Linked DNA regions of Mus musculus: region 2 is linked to region 1. Evidence: chromatin contacts called from public HiChIP or PLAC-seq data. All regions are on one chromosome and are shown on one strand. The core of a region is the stretch at or near the end of the contact, and the rest is flanking DNA. Distances in the headings are between cores, read along the strand shown.

Region 1 (5,909 bases), core at 2,383-4,882:
CCAGTTACTGTCTTAATTAGTATTAGAGGTAGCATGCTTCCTGGTCAGTACCCACTTGGTTTCTCCATATCCTGTGACCAGTGTATGTGGGACCTTCAGCAGTGGTCTTCAGCAGTGAGGCCTTACCATGCAGTTTTGTTAGGCAATCGAGAAGAACAGTGATAATAGTCTGTACTGTTTTGGGGATTTCCAGAATATCTCCCACCACAAATTTGAGGGCAGGTGTCCCACACCTCATCGTTGGGCTTTTTGTTTGGCATCCTGTGTCTCTGAGGTAAACATGATCCCCAGAGTAAAGTAACTCTAGTTAAACTCATTGTTTTCAAATGTTTTTGAAAACATCCTTTGGGCTAGACACCTCTCCTGCAGCTTCATCCTCTGCCTTACCTGCCTATCCCTGTGTGCTTGCTGCCGTTGCCATGTTTGAAGAATACTAGCCAATCACTATGGAGAAGGTGCTTCCATTTGGTTTGTTTGATGTTTGCTCCTATGATAGTCAGGGTTTGTGCTTTTGTGGATGTGTCACCCTTCAGACATTATATCCTCACTGTATCACACTGGAGGCATAATGCCACCCCTGAGAAGGTTGACACCGTTGTTAAGGCCGGCTTTTCTCTCTGTGTCTGTCTTGTCTGTCGGTTTTTCCTCCATTTTTCAAATAAAAACAAGCTCATGGGATAACCTTTCTTAGATTTTTATTACTTATTTATAAGTAGTATTTACAATTTTTTGGTTTTGGTTTTGACTATACTTAAGTTTTTTGTTTTTGTTTTGTTTTGATGGATGGGCTTTTTTTGGTTTGCTTTTGAAACTGGGTCTCAGTCTAGCCCTGGCTAGGCTGGAACTCGATGTGGAGCTCAGACTGCCCTCGGCTTCTGGCAATCCTCCTGCTTCAGCCTTCCAAGTACTGGGATGACAGCTGTGAGTCACCACACTACCTTCTCAAGTTTTGAAAAATATCTGTAGTCAAACTGATGAGTCTTTCTTATTTCTGACTGAGTCCTAGTTCGCCTGCTCCACAGCAGTGTGAGAGAACAAGCCAGTCCTCCTCCAGGACTTGTACAGCTTATTCTTGTGAGTGGTCTGAGGTACAGATCTAAGTTCATGACTCTCGAAATGGCTCTCCAGTCACTTTAGCATCGTTTATTGTCAAGTGCTTTTTCACGTGTTTCCTTTAGTTTGCACAAAGCTGCATGTCTCCTTGAGCCTGCTCTTTACTTTGTTGTGTGGATTCCTTGGTCTTTCTATCTGATCTGTCCATTATGTAGGCTTTATGTTAGAATATATCACCTAGAAGAACATACCATCGTCCCCTCTAGTACCTGAGAGTTTCCCTGGCTATTCTATTCATTCATTTTTCAATATGAAATCCTCTTATCAATCATCCACTTAAAAACTTAGTATATTTTGGAACTTACATTAATTTTATGAATTTAATTACAGTGAGCTGGCATTTTAGTGACATTAGCTTGTTCTATATCAGAAAATACAAGAGCTCTTATTTGGTTGAGTTTTCATTTGTTCCTCCTTTGAGATGTTTGTAAAGTCTTCCTCTGATGGGTTTTACACATTTCTTATTATGAAACTTGCATTTTTTCCACTTAATATTCTGTTGAGCAGGTCAGTACATGTTGACCTATTTTATCTTGTAAAATGGATCCAGAGTAGTCTGCCGTGTCCTAATTTAATTTAACTTTGCCTCTGTTGATGTATGCTTGTTACTTTTAATTTTTTCCTCTTCTAAGCAGCTAGAATTAGAATTCCTTATTCATAAACCATCTGGATTTTGGAGGTAATAAATGCTGCCAAGTTATCCTCTCAAACCATTTGATAGTCATGCAAACTTTATTGCATATGTACATTATTACCAGATCTCCAAACTTTTTAAAAAAAGGTTTACTTATTTATTTTCTATGAATACACTGTAGCTGTCTTCAGACAAATCCAGAAGGTGGCATGGATCCTATTACAAATGGTTGCGAGTCACCATGTGGTTGCTGGGAATTGAATTCGGGACCCCTGGAAGAGCAGTCAGTGCTCTTTACCACTGAGCCATCTCTCGAGCCCTCTCCAAAAATTTTAAAGGAAAAAAAAAAACATGAAAGATGCTCCTGCTCTAAAAGTTTTTTGTGTTCATGAACATGGATTATATAAGGTAGAAGTGGCTGGGGATGCAGCTTAGTCATTCAGTGCCTGTCTAGTGTGCGGGTTCAGTTACCAGAGTACTACAAATAACAAAGTGGCAGAAGTCACAGTGTTTGCCTTGAGTAGCTACAACACAGTCTTGGAAACCATATTTACATACATTAGAAAGTAAGTAAAGTTTCCATGAATGTAGACCTTGAATTGAGCCCAGAAGAGTGAGTCACTGGGTCTAGGGACTTCAATCCTAGTATTCAAGGGACAGGAGCAGGTGGATCTCAGTGAATTTGGGACCAGCATGGACTGAACAGCAAGTTCTAGGTCAGCCAAGGACTGCGTAGTGAGACCTTGTTTTAATATCCTCCTCCCCAAAAGAAAGTGCTGAAAGTGGTGTGGTGCACCACTGGTTTGGTGTGCTAATGGCACGGGTTGAGCTTACTTTGCCAGCGACAGTAATGGCCTAGACTAAAATGGGATCTGTATGCAAAGATAAGGAAAGGACAGCAGGTGATGGATGACTGAGGTGAGGCCCAAAGAAACACTTGAGGTTTGATCTCCTGCTGGCAAGCTACAACTCACCCTCAAATCCAGAGATTGGAGTCAACAGTAAAAACTGGGTGTGTCTACCTGTGTCTGGGGTTGGGGTTCAGGACTGGGGTCTCGTCTTATATTGAAGTCATAATATTAGGTTCCAGTCCTCTTCCAAAGTGGTGTACTTCCTGGTGCTGGTGACTCCTGGAGACCTCAGTTCTCCCTGTGAGTCTCTCCACAGAGTAGAGTGTCCATAAGACCTGGCCACTTCACCCCCAGATCAAGTAATCCAGGGGACCAAGACAGGTGCCTCAGTCAGTGCCTTTTGACTTTCCCTTTGGAAGCCGTTCATCACCTGTCTCTCCACATTCTATTCTCTAGAAACAAGCTGTAAGTTCAACCCACATTCAAGAGCAGGGGAACTAACTTTCATGTTTTCAAGGGGAATGTCGAAGAATCTGGGAACAGATTGTGAGACCTACACACTGTCCTGTCTGTTCTGACAAGGAGGGATGCTAACATTTTCAAAAGGGAAAAATGAGCTTCTCTCCCACTCACCCCCCTGTGGTATCCACGGAAGATGAAGCCGGCTGTAGTGTTGAATATAGATTGAAGTGAGATCTGCCCTGTGCTGTCATCAAGCCCGCCAGTGGGGATAGAGTTAGTTGAGGGCACTGACGGGGGAGGTAGAGCGGGTGGGACAGCGGAGGCAGCAGAGTGAAGAGCAAGTGATGAAGGAGAGAGAGAAACGAGGCATGTCAGAACTGGGAAGAAGAGCAAACTCTGAGGGAAAATGAAACTGCTTTGGTTCTAAGCATTCAGTGGGCAAAGCCCTAAGGAGTCCAAAATGCACAGCCAGGACCCAGATTGAAACCTCTCACAAGAGAGGCCCAGCAGTGATAGTTACACTGTTAGGGAGAAAAACAGCCTGGCAGGCCAGGGCCTGTGCCTGTGCTGTGGTTTGGAGCAGGACTAGAGGAGGGAGCCAGATCTGCAGCATGGCGGGGAAGGGAGAACCTGCTGTGTTCCTGGCAGGAAGGAGAGACTCTGGAATGTTCCAGAGCCCTCAGGTGTTGGGGTTTAAAGAGGGCTGTGTTTGCCTGCAAGACTGCAATGGAGACAGCAGTTTTTAAGTGGAATAAAACAGTTTTGGAACTTGGATTATAACATGTACATTGATGGCTTTTTAAATGCTCAAGATTGGGAGGAAGGGTGGCTGGCATTCTAGAAATTCCTTCCTTTGATGTTGACATATCTTCTGGATTCCTTTTAGAACCCCCGTGCATCCCAGGGATGGCGCCCTCTACAGGAGGGTCCTTGCCTCACTTTCGGGAGTCTCTTAACTGTAAGTGAAATCTGTTTACCTTCTTAGCTTTTTCCCCCTCCAAGTACTGCTTCAAGATGTCCTTGAAGTGCATCTGTTATGTGTGTGCATCAACCAGTATGTCCACCACAGCACACATGTGGAGGTCAGGACAACCTGTGACAGTTGGTTCTCTCCTCCTCCTGAGTGGGTCAGATCATTCTCAGGCTTTGAGGCAGACTCCTCTACCCTCTCGGCAGCCCCTGCTCCTCTCCCCCTCCCTGCCAGTCTTGCTTTTTAATGCCTGTCTAAGAGATTGTGAAATTCCCTTCTTTTTATCACCTACATTAAGTGTGATTCTCTTACTGTTCTTGTTAACTAAACTTGGAATTTATATATAACAAATACGATTAAAATGGTTAATTGAGATCATACTTGATACCCTTCCATTATATATCTGTATGATGCATAATCAGTTTTCACATTAGGAAAATAGTTCGTAAGTCTCCCAGTGGGACATAGCATGTTCTCAGATTTCAATAAAGATTTAAGGTTAAATGAATCAGGGACTTTTTATAGGTTAAACGTCAAGGCCCCCCTAAATTTTCTTCACCACGTGATATAGTGATTGCTTTCCAGTTCTTCTTTAAAGAAAAATGCTTAGGTCTGATAAATACAGAAACTAAATCAAAGTGGCAAAAATTACTTAGTGCCAAATTACAGATTTTTTTTTTACAGAGCAGTCTTGATAGCTTATGTTGCGATAAAGCAACTATTGTTGATAAGTTCCTTTTAGTACAAAAAAATATGATTATGGTTAGTGTCATCTTTCAATCAGTGGGGCAGCCTCACAGGACGCAGCCTGGTCCTGCAGAATGTGCAGGGGGTGAGCACGGACAGAGATTGAAAGACCAGGAGTGTGAGAGGAGACACCGGAGACCTAGGACCAGGACATGTGCTGTGTGTAACCCAGATGGTACAGGCACAAGGTGTGCGGAAAGGGCTGCAGGCTGCAAACCTGCATGGACTCCAAACTACAGGTGGTTCTTAGTTTTCCTTAAAGAAATAAAAGAATGGAAAGAGAGCATCTCGGGAGATCACTACATTTTCATTCTGTGTCAAGAGCTACAGAGATTAACAGCATCCTGGCTTTTACAAAACATTGTACTTGGCGCTGGTTTGGTTTTTTTTTTTTTTCCCTCCCTTTTCCTGGTTCTTACCCATCTTGCTCTCTTCTTTTTTTCTGTACATTCTTTTGTGGACAACAACAGATCTAGAAACTTGTTAGGTCACTTACTCCGTTCCCATTTTTCCCACAAACTCAGGAAGTACTGTCATCCTCCAAGCTCCTCTGATTCCAGAATGTTCTGGGAACTTCTCGATCACCAGGCTTCTAGGACATACGTTCCTGACCTTTCACTTGCAAAGGGGTAATAAGTCAGGCTCATTTGAGCAGCCGTCCATTGAATAGTGACCAAGTGCGTGCTTGCTCTGCCCTTCTGCTGACTGCACACCGCCATCAGCAGTGGTGCTGAGGGCTGCCTATCTGTGGCTGAGAGGTGGACTATGCATGATGGGAGGTATCTTGGGGGCTTACTGAAGTTGAGTGACACAGAGCTGCTTATCTGAGGTGTTCTGCTGCGGACGTGTCAGGGATGGGTCGGGAACTAGAAACCCGATGCAGTGTAGTGTAGTGTGGTAAACACTGGATCTCAAGCCCAGGCTGGTCAGGGAGTCTGCAGTCCACTTGCCTGCGTGGTCTGGGCTGTCTGAGGACTGTCTGCAGTCCTTCCGAGAAGTCGCTGCTCCTCACCTTGGGGAAGACCAGGGAAGCGTTTCCAAGGCACCATGTGGCACCCTGTAGAGGTATGAGGACTTAAGAAAGGGCTCGAGGCTGGTGGTGGAAAAGTGGTGGGGGATGGGGCTGGAGAGG
Region 2 (6,797 bases), core at 3,629-6,128, 170 kb before region 1:
GTTCTTTATCTGTCCTGATGATAGGCTATAACTCCTGTCATGACAGATAGTGATAACTCATGGTGCCGCAGAGCCCACAAGCAATTAAATAAGGGTCCATCAAAGTCACTAATTCAGATAATTGACCTATGCTTTGATTGAAGTTTCACTGTAGAGATATTTGGGGAACAAAGAGTTTGCCAATCGATTTCTTAAGCAATATTGTAGGAGGGTGATTATGAGCATTCAGCTTCTGAGAACACCTGGGAGAAGACCTTCAGCATTTCACATACCTGTCAAAAAGCTCTTTGGAAATTAATCTCCGAGCAGACTCTGACTTTGTTTACTCCTAAACAGCATGATCATCCCTTCCCCAGATAACAAAGGAATGTGTTGTAAGAGAGCATAGATGAGTGTCACCCTTAAGAGACTATCACAGTGTCTGCTTACACAGTGAGGATGGCAGCTATGCCACTAACCCATGCAATCTTATGAGTCCTCGTTACACATGCATTTCCATTTCAATATATTTATTATTTCTAACTAGTTGTATTGTGTGTGTCCATAGAGACCAGAAGAGGGACCAGAAGACAGCATTCACTATTTTTAATTAGTTTTATTCTGTATGTATTGTGTGTGTCTGTCTGTCTGTGCATGATGTGTGTGCAGGTGCCCATGGGAGCCAGAGAGCATCAGGTCTTCTGGAGTCAAAGTTAGAGGCAAGTGTTAATTGCCTGCCATTTCTGCTAGGAACTGAACTGAGGTCCCTTGCAAGAACATGCTCTTAACTACTCACCAGCTCCTAATTCATTCAATCTTTAACCCAAATCTTACCTGGAATTACAGGATTATGGTATTAAGGATTGCTATGTTTCAATGAAATGTTCTAGGCACCTGGGGTATATCAGAAACTAAAATAAATATTCTTTCATTCTATTTAGGAGAGAGAAGTTAAAAAAGCATCAATTTTGTCAATTATACTAAAAAAATAGTGTTAATAACAAAAAAATTTTAAAGTAGGGAATATATAGGTCATTGTAATTTTAAATTATGACTGTCAGTCATTTAAAAGGCTGCATTGGGCATGTGTGGTAATGCATATCTTTAATCTAAGCACTTGGGTTAGAAGCAAGTGGATCTCTGTGAGTTCAGTGTTAGCCTGGTCTACATAGTGAGTTCCAGGTCAGCCAGGGAGGGCTACATAGTGGGACCCTGTCTATAAGATGGGGGAGGGAGTGATACTGAAAGAAAAAATTGGATGATATTTAATAACTAGTAATACACACTCTATCACTTTTCAAAGTCTTAGGGCTAGAAAGGTAGCTCAGTGCATAAGAACACATGCCGCTCTTGCAGAAGACCCAGGTTGGGTTCCCCCCACCCATATACAGTGTTTCACAACTCCAGAGATCCAGGCCCCCTCTCTGGCCTCTGTGGACACCTGCACACATGTGGCATACATACCTACACAGGCATGCACTTACATACATTAAAAAGTAATCCTTATAATTGTATTTTCCAGATCCAGAGTTTCTATAAATATATTAATATTTTATATTTAAAATAAATATTTTAAACTTCTCAGAAATCAATCTTTAAAAATCTTAAAAGGGCTTTTTTTTCTTATGTGGTTCCACCTCAACTCTATTCATCTGCACATTATTTATTTATTTATTTATTTATTTTTATGTACATTTGTTGTTTGGCATACATGAGGGTACCAGATCCCCTGGAACTGGAGTTCCAGACAGTTGTGAGCTGCCATATAGGTACTGGGAACTGAACCTGGGTCCTCTGGAACAGCAGCCAATGCTGTTAACCACTGAGCCATCTCTCCAGTCCCCTATCTGTGCCTTCTTAAAGTATCCAAGAACCTTTCTACTTTGAAAGGGTAAAGGTTAAAAGAACACACAGGCTGTTTCATGTATGTCCTACCTACGATTTACCAATGGGGATGGGTTAACATGCTGCTTTCTTAGGGCCTAATGTGTCCCCTGAAGGAAGCCACCCGTTTTAGTGGCACTCCATAATCACAGGGCCCGGAGGGAGGTTCTTGTCTTGAAAATAATAGAGAGACTCAAGCTAGAAGACCTCATGCTATTCAGTAGGCACTTAGGAGCAGCACAGGAGAGTTTGGCTGGAGAAGGAATATCGGTGATGTTATACAGTCATCTCAGAATAAGATAAAGGGACATGGAATCTGGGGTTTACTTAGCATCTACTGTATACTGAGCATCATGTAAACTCTACAACATGAACTGACTATTTTGATCATCCACATAGAAAGGGCAGGGGAACTGAGGCTCAGAGAAGATGAGGAAACTGCCCACTGCACACACGGGGTGACTTACAAGCATAAGTCTGCCTGGCTCCAGAACCCATGTTCCTACCTCACTAGTCAACGCTGTGTAGGATTCATCAGATATGGGATATAAATTGTTATTGCTCCTGCAGCTTTCAAAGGACTGTTTTCCCTGGGTGGTTCCGGTTCTGAGGCTCTAGTGCTTGTGGAGATGCAACGGCATTTTCTACCCCATCCATCTCTCCCCGAGTCTATTCCTAGTGTCTCCCAAATTCTCAGTTGCCCATCCTGTCTCACCATGACTGCCTGTGACTCCCTCTGTTTGTAGCCCAGATAGCCCTACAACCCAGAGCTGCTTCCCCACCCTACCCCTGCGCCTGCCCCTCTACCACGGAGCAACCAGGCCCAACAGGTACCGATGCAAGTTTCTAGCTTCTCTGTACTCTTCAACCAAGGTTAAAGGCTGTGCTACAGCGAGTTGGTTGTAGCTGGTGAGGAAGCTAACAGTGGGAACAGGTGACATGACCCAGCATGTGAGAAAAGTGATTTCTAATGGAGTGAACGTGGACCACTGGGAAACAGGAAAGGGGAAGGCCCCGAGAAGGTGAATTCCTTGTCATTCCTCCTCCCAAGACCTTATCTGAGGCATGGCTTCATCCTGTAGCAAGGTACTATTGTGCAAAGCCCCTTGTGCAGGCATACCGTCTGTCTCTCTGGCAGACCTTGTCTTCTTCTGCTTCCCTTTTCCTCTCAACTCGCCGCTGCCCCAGGATCTCATCTCCTAAATAAAACATTGGCTTAATGTCTCAGTTTGGGTTCTGTTTTTCTAGAAAACATAAACTAAATAAAATATTCAAGTTCAATTTCTCTTCATAGGACCACCGCTTCTTGGATTCGCTTGAGTGTGTTCCAAGAGATAATAGCTGATAATGATGTCATACATATATACATACACACAAAGATAAAAATAAATCTTAAAAATCATGCTGTCAGTATCAGCACGCCGAGCGGTATTTGCATATTTCCCTTAAAATGTGAAGTTTGTTTGAAAACAAAGTAAAACTATTGAATGAGACCTTGGTGCTAAAAGGAATTCAGAGCTGGGAACTCATAACTGGCTTGCTCCTGCATGCCTCATTTCCTGAGTGTCTCACAGGAGCCTTCCCTTTGCCAGGTTTGGACCCCCACATTCTCACTCGGACTATTATAATTGTTTTTTAACTTTTCTCTTTGTTTCCACACTGACTCCTGCCATCAAGTAAGTAGTCCTGGTTTTTTTTGGAGACAGGGTTTCTCTGTGTAGCCCTGGCTGTCCTGGAACTCACTATGTAGACCAGGCTGGCCTCAAACTCAGAAATCTGCCTGTCTCTGCCTCCCGAGTGCTGGGATTAAAGGCGTGCGCCACCACGCCCGGCTGTAAGTAGTCCTAAGATGGATTTTATCTTGCTCCCCATGTTTAAAAACCTTTAGTAACTTCTCATCCTTCTAAATCTACTCTTTGATGATGCTGGGACAATAACTGTTGACCCAGCTGGGCCCCTTTAAGGGACAGGGTGTGAAATAAAACTAGAGGGCATCAGCACTGAACTAAATGGCACATGGAAGGCCGGGAATGGTGGCACACGCCTTTAATCCCAGCACTTGGGAGGCAGAGGCAGGCGAATTTCTGAGTTCAAGGTCAGCCTGGTCTACAGAGTGAGTTCCAGCACAGCCAGGACTATACAGAGAAACCCTCGAAAAACCAAATAAATAAATAAATAAATAAATAAATAAATAAATAAATGGCACATGGAAGATGACAGCCACGGTCAACGGTGGCAGACACCAGGGCGGCAGCAGATGGCATGGGTGGAAGAATGAAATAAAATATAAAATAAAATAAGAAGCACCATGGAGCAAGGCCAGCAGAGGTAAGAGTCATGACAGCAAGACACCAGCAGGATATAGAAACAGCACTTCATGCTGTTTCAGCATAGCTTGTGGTCCCCTGAGTTTAGCTCTGTTGAAACAATGGCATTGCCTCTTGAGATTTTTATCAGCCCAGATCATGGCAGGAACCTGAAGTCATAATCAACTGAGGCTTTGAAAATCAGGTGGTTAGGACATATCTACAGGGCATAGGCAGAGTTATGGGTAGTTAGGGTGCTAGGCACTAGCAGAATCGTGTTAGTAGAAGCCAGGGATGAAGAGAAAAGGGAACAGAGTCCCAGAAAGAACAGGAAGTATGGCAGAACATGGCTATCACTGCTAGTGATCATGAGAGCACCCTGCTAAAGACGGGAGCCTCACTGCCTCTTCCTCCTCCTCTCTGAGATTTACTAATGTCTCCCATTCGAAAGCCCAAGGGTTAGCCAGAGGACAAAGGAAGCCAGGTGACATAGCATGGGGGTAACAGATTATCAACTACAGCCCAGGGCAGAGAAGAATATAGTCTTCCCTGTCCCCTAGTAAATGTGCACAGCCTGATTCCAGAACCCAATGGTACTTACTGCATTCCATGGCAAAAGTCGTGATTTCAGTTGAGGGTCATGAGAGGGGAGGCTTAGCCCACAATCTGGGTGGGACCTTAGTTCAGTCACACACATTCCTACAGGGAGTAGCAGGGGGAGGTTTACAACGTTGGAGGAGTCCATGTGACCACAGAAACAGATTAGACTGGAGTGGCCAGGAACCAAAGAAAGCCTGAGGCTATCACTAACTGGAAGAAACAGGAGACCGATTATCCCTGCCCCCTCCAAGCCTCAAGAGACTTTGACCCTGCCCAAACCTTCATTTTAGACTGGTGGCCTCTAGAACTGGAAGAAAAATAAAATTCTGTTGTTTTAAGTCAGCCAGTTTGTGCTAATTTGTTACAGCAGTCACAAGAAACCAACAGAGGCCAAATGGACACCAAACAGCACAGAATCTATCCACCTCAAACGGCACAGTGATGGCCACACTCCTGCTGGCTGGACACTCTTTGACCTACCTTTTATATTCCATTTGGAAGTTCTGCTGGGACCATTCACACACCTCACATCACGGCTCCCAAATCACAGCTGCCTTCATGTGCAAATGTCTTTTCTTTCAGAGAGGAGGATAACCTTCTTCAGAGCCGTCTCTCACACCTTGGGAACCCTCAACACTCCTCACATACTTCTTTAAGCAGAGTGATTGGTAAATGAAAAGGAAAACTTCCAATTGCCCATCTGTAAATGGAAAATAACAACCACTAACTTGCCTCTCGGAGGTAATGGTGGCAATGTTTCCTGAAAACAGTTCCTGTACCTGTAGCAGAAGTGATCTATCTGAAACACATTCCTACTAGAACAATTCCTTAGGAAAGAAATTACATTTCATTTTAGCAAACCCTGTATTCTACATTGAACTGAAACGGCCAGCATTTCACCCTAAGGAAGAAGAGGCCAGGGCTAATTGAGAAACAGAGGCAGGGATAGAGGGGGTATGCAATGGTAGACTACTTGTTTAGTGTGTTTGAATTCCTGAGTGTGGACAGGAATACCTGTCCACAGCACTGAAAAAAAAATCAGCAAGCACGCAGTCAAACAGACAAAATAAACACTTGAGACAGAAATACAAGTGCCAAGAAACCTTGACTCATATGATAAACACCTATTAAGGAACTATGATGCTAAAATACAGTCTATAGATGCTGAGGAAAAGCAATAAGGCATAATCCCAAATAAGCAATTATAACAAAATATGATGTTATATATGCTTGTGTGCATGTGTGTGTATACATTTGTGTGTATATGTATATGTATGCAGAAGGATGTCGGGGGTCTTCCTCAATCCCTTTCCACCATGTAGTACTGAAAAGGAGGGAGGGAGAGAGAGAAAGAGAGAGACAGAGAGACAGACAGACAGACAGAGAGAGGAGAGAGAGGGTCTAGAGAAAGGAGGGGGGTCTTCCTGAGACCCCCCCTCCACAGCTCCAATGTATGCCTTTTGTAAGAGTGAAGTGCTAGGGGATCAGAAAGAAGGGAATGGCTGACTCTAGAGACAGGAGTCTCACTCCCAAGGAGCCACTTTGAAGCTAGTGTTTTAGGATTTCACCAGGCAGAGGCAAAGTCTGGAACATTCCAAGACCAAAAGAAACAAGGGCTTGTGCAGCTGCCAGCGAACCACACCCTACTCAGTCCTATTGTATCCGCAAAGGTCTATTTTTACCGCTGTCCTCACAGCCACTTTTTAAGACAAAAGGAGAATGTGGACTAAGTCCCTTCTTTGCAATCTGGTATTTTATAGATCAAAGAAAGGAGACTCTGAAGAGGGAATGTGAAGGATGACTTCTGGTGAATCCAGAATTCTTCCAAGGAGTAGAAACTCGGGCTCTTCCCTTTCCTGGTTTCTTGAAGATTGAAGAGAGGCTGCCTTAGTGTGGCAGTAGCCAGTCCTTCCGAGCTCAGAAGGAAACAGGGGGAATGAGGACATCTCAAGCAGAGTCATTGCTTTGTGACAAACGCGCCTTGGCCAGGATGGAGGGCCCGGCTGCTTCCCCTCTGCTGACCTTTAG

Evidence for each region. HiChIP or PLAC-seq counts read pairs in DNA pulled down with a chosen protein or histone mark.
Region 2: a contact with region 1 is called in an H3K27ac HiChIP or PLAC-seq map of trophoblast stem cells, with 19 read pairs. The contact joins two enhancer-like sites. A contact is called at or near these places in 1 of 39 promoter capture datasets (embryonic stem cells), 12 of 484 Hi-C or Micro-C datasets (the 63-12 cell line, B cells, the HL-1 cell line and 5 more), 9 of 115 datasets of contacts at active chromatin or transcription factors (CD8 T cells, bone marrow-derived macrophages, differentiating embryonic stem cells and 5 more) and 1 of 9 other capture datasets (embryonic stem cells).

Annotation. Positions count from the first base shown.
Region 1 is chr6:31,195,889-31,201,797 of GRCm38.p6, reverse strand. The region is part of intron 1 of Lncpint (long non-protein coding RNA, Trp53 induced transcript); the gene reads left to right. Among named protein-coding and RNA genes, the nearest start is that of Lncpint, 20 kb to the left of the region's middle. Within about 2 kb of position 3,632, at least 19 of the 459 cell types and tissues checked have an H3K27ac peak or open chromatin away from gene starts, as enhancers often do. A contact at or near this core is called in trophoblast stem cells, where this site is marked.
Region 2 is chr6:31,370,947-31,377,743 of GRCm38.p6, reverse strand. All of the region lies in intron 2 of Mkln1os (muskelin 1, intracellular mediator containing kelch motifs, opposite strand), which reads left to right. LOC115490343 (a long non-coding RNA gene) reads right to left here. Exons shown (of 2, transcript XR_003956274.1): 1 at 5,250-6,797; 2 at 1-3,062. Among named protein-coding and RNA genes, the nearest start is that of Mkln1os, 24 kb to the left of the region's middle. Within about 2 kb of position 4,878, at least 42 of the 459 cell types and tissues checked have an H3K27ac peak or open chromatin away from gene starts, as enhancers often do. A contact at or near this core is called in trophoblast stem cells, where this site is marked.